2 separate regions of the Oryctolagus cuniculus genome follow, and region 1 is linked to region 2. A link is a contact called in public Hi-C data. All regions are on one chromosome and are shown on one strand. Each heading gives the region's core, a stretch centred on a gene start, on an enhancer-like site or on the middle of the called end of the contact. The rest is flanking DNA. Distances are from core to core; before and after follow the strand shown.

What was found. Hi-C and Micro-C count contacts between places; a contact is called where the count stands out from the background.
Region 1: a contact with region 2 is called in a Hi-C map of skin fibroblasts, with 4 times the contacts expected there. The contact joins the promoter of CORO1C here to the enhancer-like site in region 2. A contact is called at or near these places in 2 of 6 Hi-C or Micro-C datasets (embryonic fibroblasts and skin fibroblasts).

The regions. Positions count from the first base shown.
Region 1 is chr21:17,897,969-17,901,421 of mOryCun1.1, reverse strand. It overlaps CORO1C (coronin 1C), which reads left to right and starts at 2,131. Exons shown (of 11, transcript XM_051835883.2): 1 at 2,131-2,286.
Region 2 is chr21:17,843,761-17,847,598 of mOryCun1.1, reverse strand. The region is part of intron 3 of CORO1C (coronin 1C); the gene reads left to right. Among named protein-coding and RNA genes, the nearest start is that of SELPLG, 28 kb to the right of the region's middle. Within about 2 kb of position 2,343, at least 3 of the 8 cell types and tissues checked have an H3K27ac peak or open chromatin away from gene starts, as enhancers often do.

The DNA.
Region 1 (3,453 bases), core at 882-3,381, 54 kb before region 2:
AGTGCCCTAAAGACGTCCCACTAGGCTTACCTGGATGCCACAATCACATCAGTCTTTCTTTTTAAGGATTTATTTATTTGAAAGTCAGAGTTACACAGGGAGAGAAGCAGAGGCAGAGAGAGAGAGAGGTCTTCCATCTCTTGGTTCACTCCCGGTTCCCTCCCCAACTGGCCACAACAGCCGGAGCTGCGCTGATCCAAAGCCAGGAGCCAGGAGACTCCTCCAGGTCTCCCACAGGGGTGCAGGGGCCCAAGCATTTGGGCCATCCTCCACTGCTTTCCCAAGCCACAGCAGAGAGCTGGACCAGAAGTGGAGCAGCCGGGACTGGAACTGGCGCCCATATGGGATGCCGGCACTGTAGGCAGCGGCTTTACCTGCTACACCACAGCGCGGGCCCCAGTTCTCCACTCAATCCACTAAGCATTGATGTTCATCCACTAACATAAGGCTGTGGGCGGGCAGGCACGTGGTTCAGCAGTTAAGACACCTCTTGGGATGCCTGACTGAGCCCCTGGGTTTGAGTCCAGCTCTGCCTTCCATTCCAGCTCCCTGCTAGTGCACCCAGGGAGACAGCAGATGACAACCAGTGCACCCAGGGAGACAGCAGATGACAGCTCAAGTGCTTGGGCCCCTGCCACCCACGTGGGAGCCCCGGAATCATTTGTGGGCTTCTGGCTTTGCCCCAGCCCAGCCCTGGATGTTGTGGGCATTCGGGGAGTGAAAGTGGATGGACGGTCCCCCCCACCCCCGTCACTGCTTTTCATACAAATAAGAATAAGAAAAAACAAAAACAAAAACAGAAGACTGGGAAGCGCCCACTACATGGGTCTTTAGGCGACACACAAACAAATGTCCGGAACCTAACAGCTTACTCAGCGGCCTGCCGGGCCATCGCCAAGGCTTTTGTGTCTTCCTCCTCCCAGAACCACTCTAAACCCGCGGTGACCACCTGCCTTGTTTAATTAAAGCCAGGGCTCATCACAACAGCGAACTGCCTCCAGCGTCACTTGGCCACCTTTATCTCACCGCAAGGAAGCGAGTGGCAAGCCAGGCCAGGAAGGGGCTGCTCCGAGACAACACGAGACCCGTCCCCTGGCATCCCGCGCCAAAGGTGCCCGGCGCGGTTCTCAGCACCTGCCTAGCCCTGGGAGGGAGGGGCTGCTGCTGTCGTCCCCATTTCACAGACGCAGAAACTGAGCCCTAGGGAGGACGGGTCATTTGCCGGAGAGCTGCGCTGGTTCCAGCGGATCTTGATCTACCTTTCCGAGGCTGATGCTGAAGAGGAACCCCAGCCCCCGGGCCTGGCTTTGCAGAAGGGGTCTCTGCTTTTTTAACAGAGCGACTCTTGCCACGTTCAGGGCTGGGGCGCCCGCGCCCGGGTCAGGCAGCCGGGCAGCAGCAGCGCTGGTGCCCAGCCATTGCAGGGACTTTGGCCAGGGCAGGAAGGGAGCGGCCTCGGAGGCTCCATTTGTCCTCGTCTGCGGAACGCGCTCGGTCAGTAAGCGGGAGGCTCCGGCGGTGCTGCCCGGCCCCGCGGAGGCCGCCCCGCTCGGGGAGCGACAATGGCCAGGGGGCGCAGGGCTGCGGCGCGCCCGAGGGGGCAGGGGCGGGAATTCGCGAATTCGGGGCGTGGCCTGGGCGACCAGCGCTCAGAGGGACAGTGGGCGGGGCTTCTGGAAGTCGGGCGGCAATGAAAGGGCCGCGGGGCTTAGGGAGCCGGGACGCGGGTTCGAGGGCTTGGCCGGGCAGTGGGCGGGGCTAGGAGGAACTGACGTTCCAGTTTTTTAGCGTTTCTAGGACCGTCTTTGAGAAGCCGGCCTTGCGGAGCCGGGGAATCAGTGGGCGGAGCTCTAAGAACCCCGCTCCAGATTCTAAGGAGCAGTGGGCGTGGCTCGGAGGCGCCTGTGGGCGTGGCCCTGCAGCCACTCAGAGAACTGGAGAGCAGGGCGTGAGCTTGGGCATCGCCTTCCTCCGTGGCCCGCCTGCACAGCTCAGCGCGACCAGAGGGGGCGCCGGGGAGGCGGAGGCGTGGAACGGAGGGTGGGAAGCGGGCTTCCCCTCCGGAAGTGGGCGTGGCGCGCCCCAGCCCCGCGGCCCTGGTTGGCTCCGGCGCGGCGCGGAGGCGGGGCTGGAGCGCGGCGGCAGGGGCGGCGGCGGCTGCCCGTGCCCCTCCCCCGCGCGGCGCTCAGTGCCAGGCGGGAGGCGGCAGCGGTTGGAGGCTTCGCCGGGCTTTGCAGCTGGGACTTCGGCGGCGGTGGCGGCGGCGCCTGAGGCACCTCGGCCCTGGTGAGCGGCGCGCGCTCGGCGGGGCCGCTCGGGAGCGAGCCGGGCGGGCGGACCTGTCCTCCCAGCATGTGCCGGCGCCGGCTGACAGGAGCCGGCGGGGCGAGGGGCAGGGCCCGGTGGCGGGGATTGGGCTGGAGTGGGCGCGCGGGGCGCGGAGCCTTGGGGCTGGGGGTGCTGCCCGAGGCTCGGGGTCTGGGGGGAGGGGAGTTGGGGACAGAACCAGTTGGCCTGGGGGGCGTGAGGCGGGGTCCCTGTGGGGAGGGCTTTCCTGGTCGGCTGAGGAGCCGTGGGCCGAGTGGGGACCGACGGGACGCGGCTGCTCAAGAAAGGTTTCTGGGGGTCGGAGGCCGGCCGCCTGGTTGGGTGCGGTGCTGGGTGGGGAGAGGCCCCCGAGGCTAGGGCGCTGCGCCCCGGGGCGCCAGGCCCGGGGGCGGGGTTTCGGCCGCCCTAGGGAGCGAGTGGGTGGGTGGGGGGTGGGCTGGGGCAGGGCTCACGTGGGGCCGGGGCGAGCTGGGCCCTGCCTGGGAGGGGCGAGGGCGGCCGGCTGGCCTGGGGGGTGCTTGGCTTTGGGCCCCCAAAGGTCTGGGTTGGGGGCCAGGCAGGGCGGGGCAGGGCTAGCGCTGGAGCAACGTGGGTGGGGGCGGCTTGGGAAGTGGCCGCGCCGGGACTGGCGGCCGGGTGGGGGTGGGGGGTGGGGTGGAGAGAGGAAGAACCCGGCCGGGTCGGGGCCCCTGGGGCGCCCGAGGGAGCTGGGTGATTGAGAGATGTGCGCCCCTCACAGCGGAGCCGCTGGCGAGGGACGCTGGGTGCAGGTGGGGCTCGAATCGACTGAGGCCGAAGTCAGATGTTGCGGGTGGCAGTGGACGACCCGAGCCCTCCCGCCCGTCCCCGCCGGCGCACCCGCACCGGCGCGGGGTCTCTCCAAGGATCTGGCGTGCTGGGGGAAGTGGCAGGCTGCGGGGAGAGCCGAGAAGAAAGGGGCTTCCTCTGGCAGGGAGGTGCTGGCCCTGCCGTCCTTTTTTGGGAGTGTTCAAAGGGTTTTGAGCTCTGGAAAAGGAAACGTAGACCTCGCTGCATCGTGGTTTAGAATCACATCCTATATTTGGCTTTAATGTAGGCTGCCCTTGTTTTGTGGTGCCTGAAGTGCTTGCTCTACATGTTGCAAAC
Region 2 (3,838 bases), core at 1,094-3,593:
TCCAAGCTGGCGGGCTTCCCCAGCAGGGCAGACCAGAAAGGACAGTGAGCCACATGCTGCAGGCCTGAGAGGAGGGTGGTCCCTGCGTGGAGGACTCCGAGATCCTTCCCTGCGCCGTCCTGGCCCTCCGCAGAGCCACGCACCTCTCATTGCCCTCTACAGAGCCACGCACCCCTCATTGCCCTCTGCAGAGCCACGCACCTCTCACGGCCAGCCCCCCCGAGGCTCTGTCTTCTCCTCAGTCTGCTCCACAGATGGTCTCTATCACTTCCTCCTCCCACAGCCGTGCCCTTGCCTGTGGCGTTGTCTTTGTGAGTCTGGTGCTGTTCCCTGTGGCTCCTCAGCCAGTTGTCACGTGGCATTGTTAGATGCTCCATGCACTTCTCAGTAAACTGCCTTGTGCATCTGTGTGAGACTGGGTACTCGATTTTCTCCCTTTCTTTTCTTTGCTTTAACTCCTGTTTGTCCTTAGAGGTTCTGTCCTCAAGGAACCCTCCTGGCTGGACCCCTCTGGGTTATTAGCAAGGAGGTAACCCCAGGACATTTGCATTCTTATTCAGCGTCTGGCTATGCCAGCATGGCATGGCTTATGCTATATGGTTTCCTAGCAGATAATAATACAAATAAGAAGAGTAGCCAGTTCTTACTGAGTGAGGGTCTTGGATTCCTCCAACCACCAAGCCATGGGCAAGTTCATTCGTATCCCTGTTTCCTAGATGAGGCCCATCAGTCAGGTGAGTGCCCCAGGCCACACTGCTAATAAGTGGCGGTCTTGGGGGAACTGAGCCATCAGTCTGGCTGTACTGACTCCACATTTTGGAAGCACTGTTTGTGTGCCAGGCTCTGTTCCAAGGGTTTTAACAATTCCTGTAATCCCCACAGCAACCCTGGGATGTGTACATGGTGATGTGCACGGTTGCTGGGTTGTTTGCCCAGGGCTGGCAGGATTGGCCACCCCTCTGCATCACATGTATATTTCTCTCTTTGATCTTCAGTCTAACAGAAGCCCTGTGTTTGCTGTGAGCAGGGCCCGTGTCCCACCGTACGAGGCTGCTCTTGTGCTGGCATTCAGTCGTGAGTGTGTGGCTAAGAGTGACGCGCTGAGGTGCTCGTGTCCAATGCATACACCCAAATGAGGGGATCCTTAGAGCCACCAGAAGTTAGGTGAGAAAGGAAGAGAGTTTCCTCATCTTAAAGGTGATACAATGAGGCCGGTGCCGTGGCTCACTAGGCTAATCCTCCACCTTGCCGCGCCGGCACACCGGGTTCTAGTCCTGGTCGGGGCGCCGGATTCTGTCCTGGTTGCCCCTCTTCCAGGGCAGCTCTCTGCTGTGGCCCGGGAGTGCAGTGGAGGATGGCCCAAGTGCTTGGGCCCTGCACCCCATGGGAGACCAGGAGAAGCACCTGGCTCCTGTCATCGGATCAGCGTGGAGCGCCGGCCGCAGCGTGCTGGCCGCGGTGGCCATTGGAGGGTGAACCAACGGCAAAGGAAGACCTTTCTCTCTGTCTCTCTCTCTCTCACTATCCACTCTGCCTGTCAAAAAAAAAAAAAAAAAAAAAAAAAAAAACATTAAAAAAAAGTTATACAATGAATGTTTTACTCCATTAAAATTTCGTTTCAGTCCAAGAAAAAGGTGGATGGAGAAGCTCTGCTTCTGCCCTGGTATTTAAAGTTGGAATGCTGATTATAAGCAAAGCCTCCCGTGCCTTCATACCTCTGCAGGGGTCTAGAAATGCACGTTCAGTCCTGGTCTGAGGTAGGCAGTTTTCGGTCCTTGGGAGAAAACCCAGCAGTGTGTGGTTAGGCTGCCACCTGAAGGCGGTGGGTGGTATTGCTTTTCTTTCCGTTCTATGCATAGGTCAGACTTCATCCTACAAAATGCATTTCCTCTTGAATGGCTAAGACCCCATTTCATAATTGTTTCTCTGTCAGCTTCATTCTGCTCAAATCAGTAGCCATTGCTTTCTGTTTTGTTCTGTGTAAGATTTCAAACCTGCTTTAAATTACAATAGCCAAGTTCAATTTGGAGATGTTTTACTAATTGTAAACCCTTGAATAAAAAGAATGCATAGCAGGGTGAAAGCAAGCTTACACTTCTGGGGGAAGCAGTGGCCATGTCCCTGGCAGGGGGAAGGCTGGCTGCACAGGGGGAGGTTTCCCACCTTGCGCATGTGCCGAGGGATGGGTAGGGGCCTGGTGTGTTCGTGGGAAATTCGGTGGCAGCTAGGCTGAGACCCCCAGAAGGCAGGCTTATTTTGCCACGATTTGCATAAGAGGTTATATTTAGCTTGGGCAGCATTTGGCTGTAAAAGGAGTGACTCACTCGGCTCACGACTTCTTCCCACTCTTCGGGATGGCAGACTCTGTCCTCGTTTGCACGAGATGCAGAGCTGAGCTAAGCTTTCAACACCCCTGTAAGCCACGTCTCTCCCTTCCGCCCAGGGATGGAAAACAGGCAGTTGTTTGTCTCCTTCAAAAAATCCCCACAAGGAAAATTCTCTCACTTGTTCCACTGCTAAATGTGATTTTTCTCTGGCAGTTTCTAAATCTCTCATGAACTGCTTCCTTAAAATCTGCGTGTGACGGTAAATGTACTTTAAACTTCCTATTAAAGGAGACAGTTATTTCAGACTCAGCCTTTTCATAAACATAAATATTGTTCAGTATGGCCGTCTTCCACAGAGTCCTGGTGCTACCCGGCTCCCCAGGAATCGCTCCTTTTATCTGGGAGGCTGTTTCTGTGTCTCAGCCTTTCATCCGCTTGGTCCTCCGTGGTTGAAGAGTCTCCTGCCCCTTCCGGGCTGACGCCTTTCCCACCCCCGCATGTCTTCACCTGTAAGAAGATTTGTAAAACACAGCCTGCTGAGCCTTAGCTCACACTGAGGTCACACGTGTCAACTGCACGCTCCAGTGACTTTGGGGATAGTCCTGGATGTGGACAGCCATCACCTTGTACAATGTTTTCGTCACCTCAGAAGGAAATCCCACCTCCTGTCTATCACCGCCTCCCCTGCTCCTCAACACTAAGCAACTGCCAACCACTTGTCCCGCTGTCATTTCCTGTTCCGAACGTCTCAGACATGGCATCCTAGAGGAGTGGTCTTTGGGGCCTGGCTTCTCTCACTCAGCATTTTCTGCAGGCTTCCCCGTGTTGTCTCGGGGTTGTAGTACTCCATCGTATGGATGTGTCACTCAGCCCTCGCTGGGTTTTGCCTCCACCTTTTGGCTAATAATGTCAAGCATCCTTTCATATGGGTTTTTCTTCCCCCACTTGTATATCTTTCTCTAGAAATGTCTAGTAAGATTCCTTGCCCATTAATCCTTCTTTTCCCCCTAAATTTATTTGAGAGGCTGAGAAACAGAGCAAGAGACAGACAATTCCCATCTCTGGTTCATGCCCTGAATGCCCACAGTGACCAGGGCTGGGCTAGCCAGAAGCTGGGAGCCTGGGGCTCCATCCAGGTCTCGTAGTGAAGTGGCAGGGACCCAAGTACTTGAGGCGTCACCTGCTGCCTCCCAGGGTGTGCATTAGCAGGGAGCTGGAATCAGGAGTGGAGCTAGGACTTGAACTCAGTGCTCAGGTATAGGATGCGGTGTCCTAACCACTAGACCACTGCCCACCCACTCCCTGCTGGCCATGTTTAAACTGGGTCGTTTGTCTTGCTGAGGTGTCAGAGTTCTTCATACGTTCTAGTACAAGTGCCTCATCAGGTGTACGGCTTGCAGCTTATTTTCTCCCATTTTGCATGTTTTCCCTTTCTTTTTTCAAAAAACATTCTTACCTGCGCTGGCAGTGTGGCGCAGGGTAAGCCACTGCCTGCAGCTCTGGAATCCCAT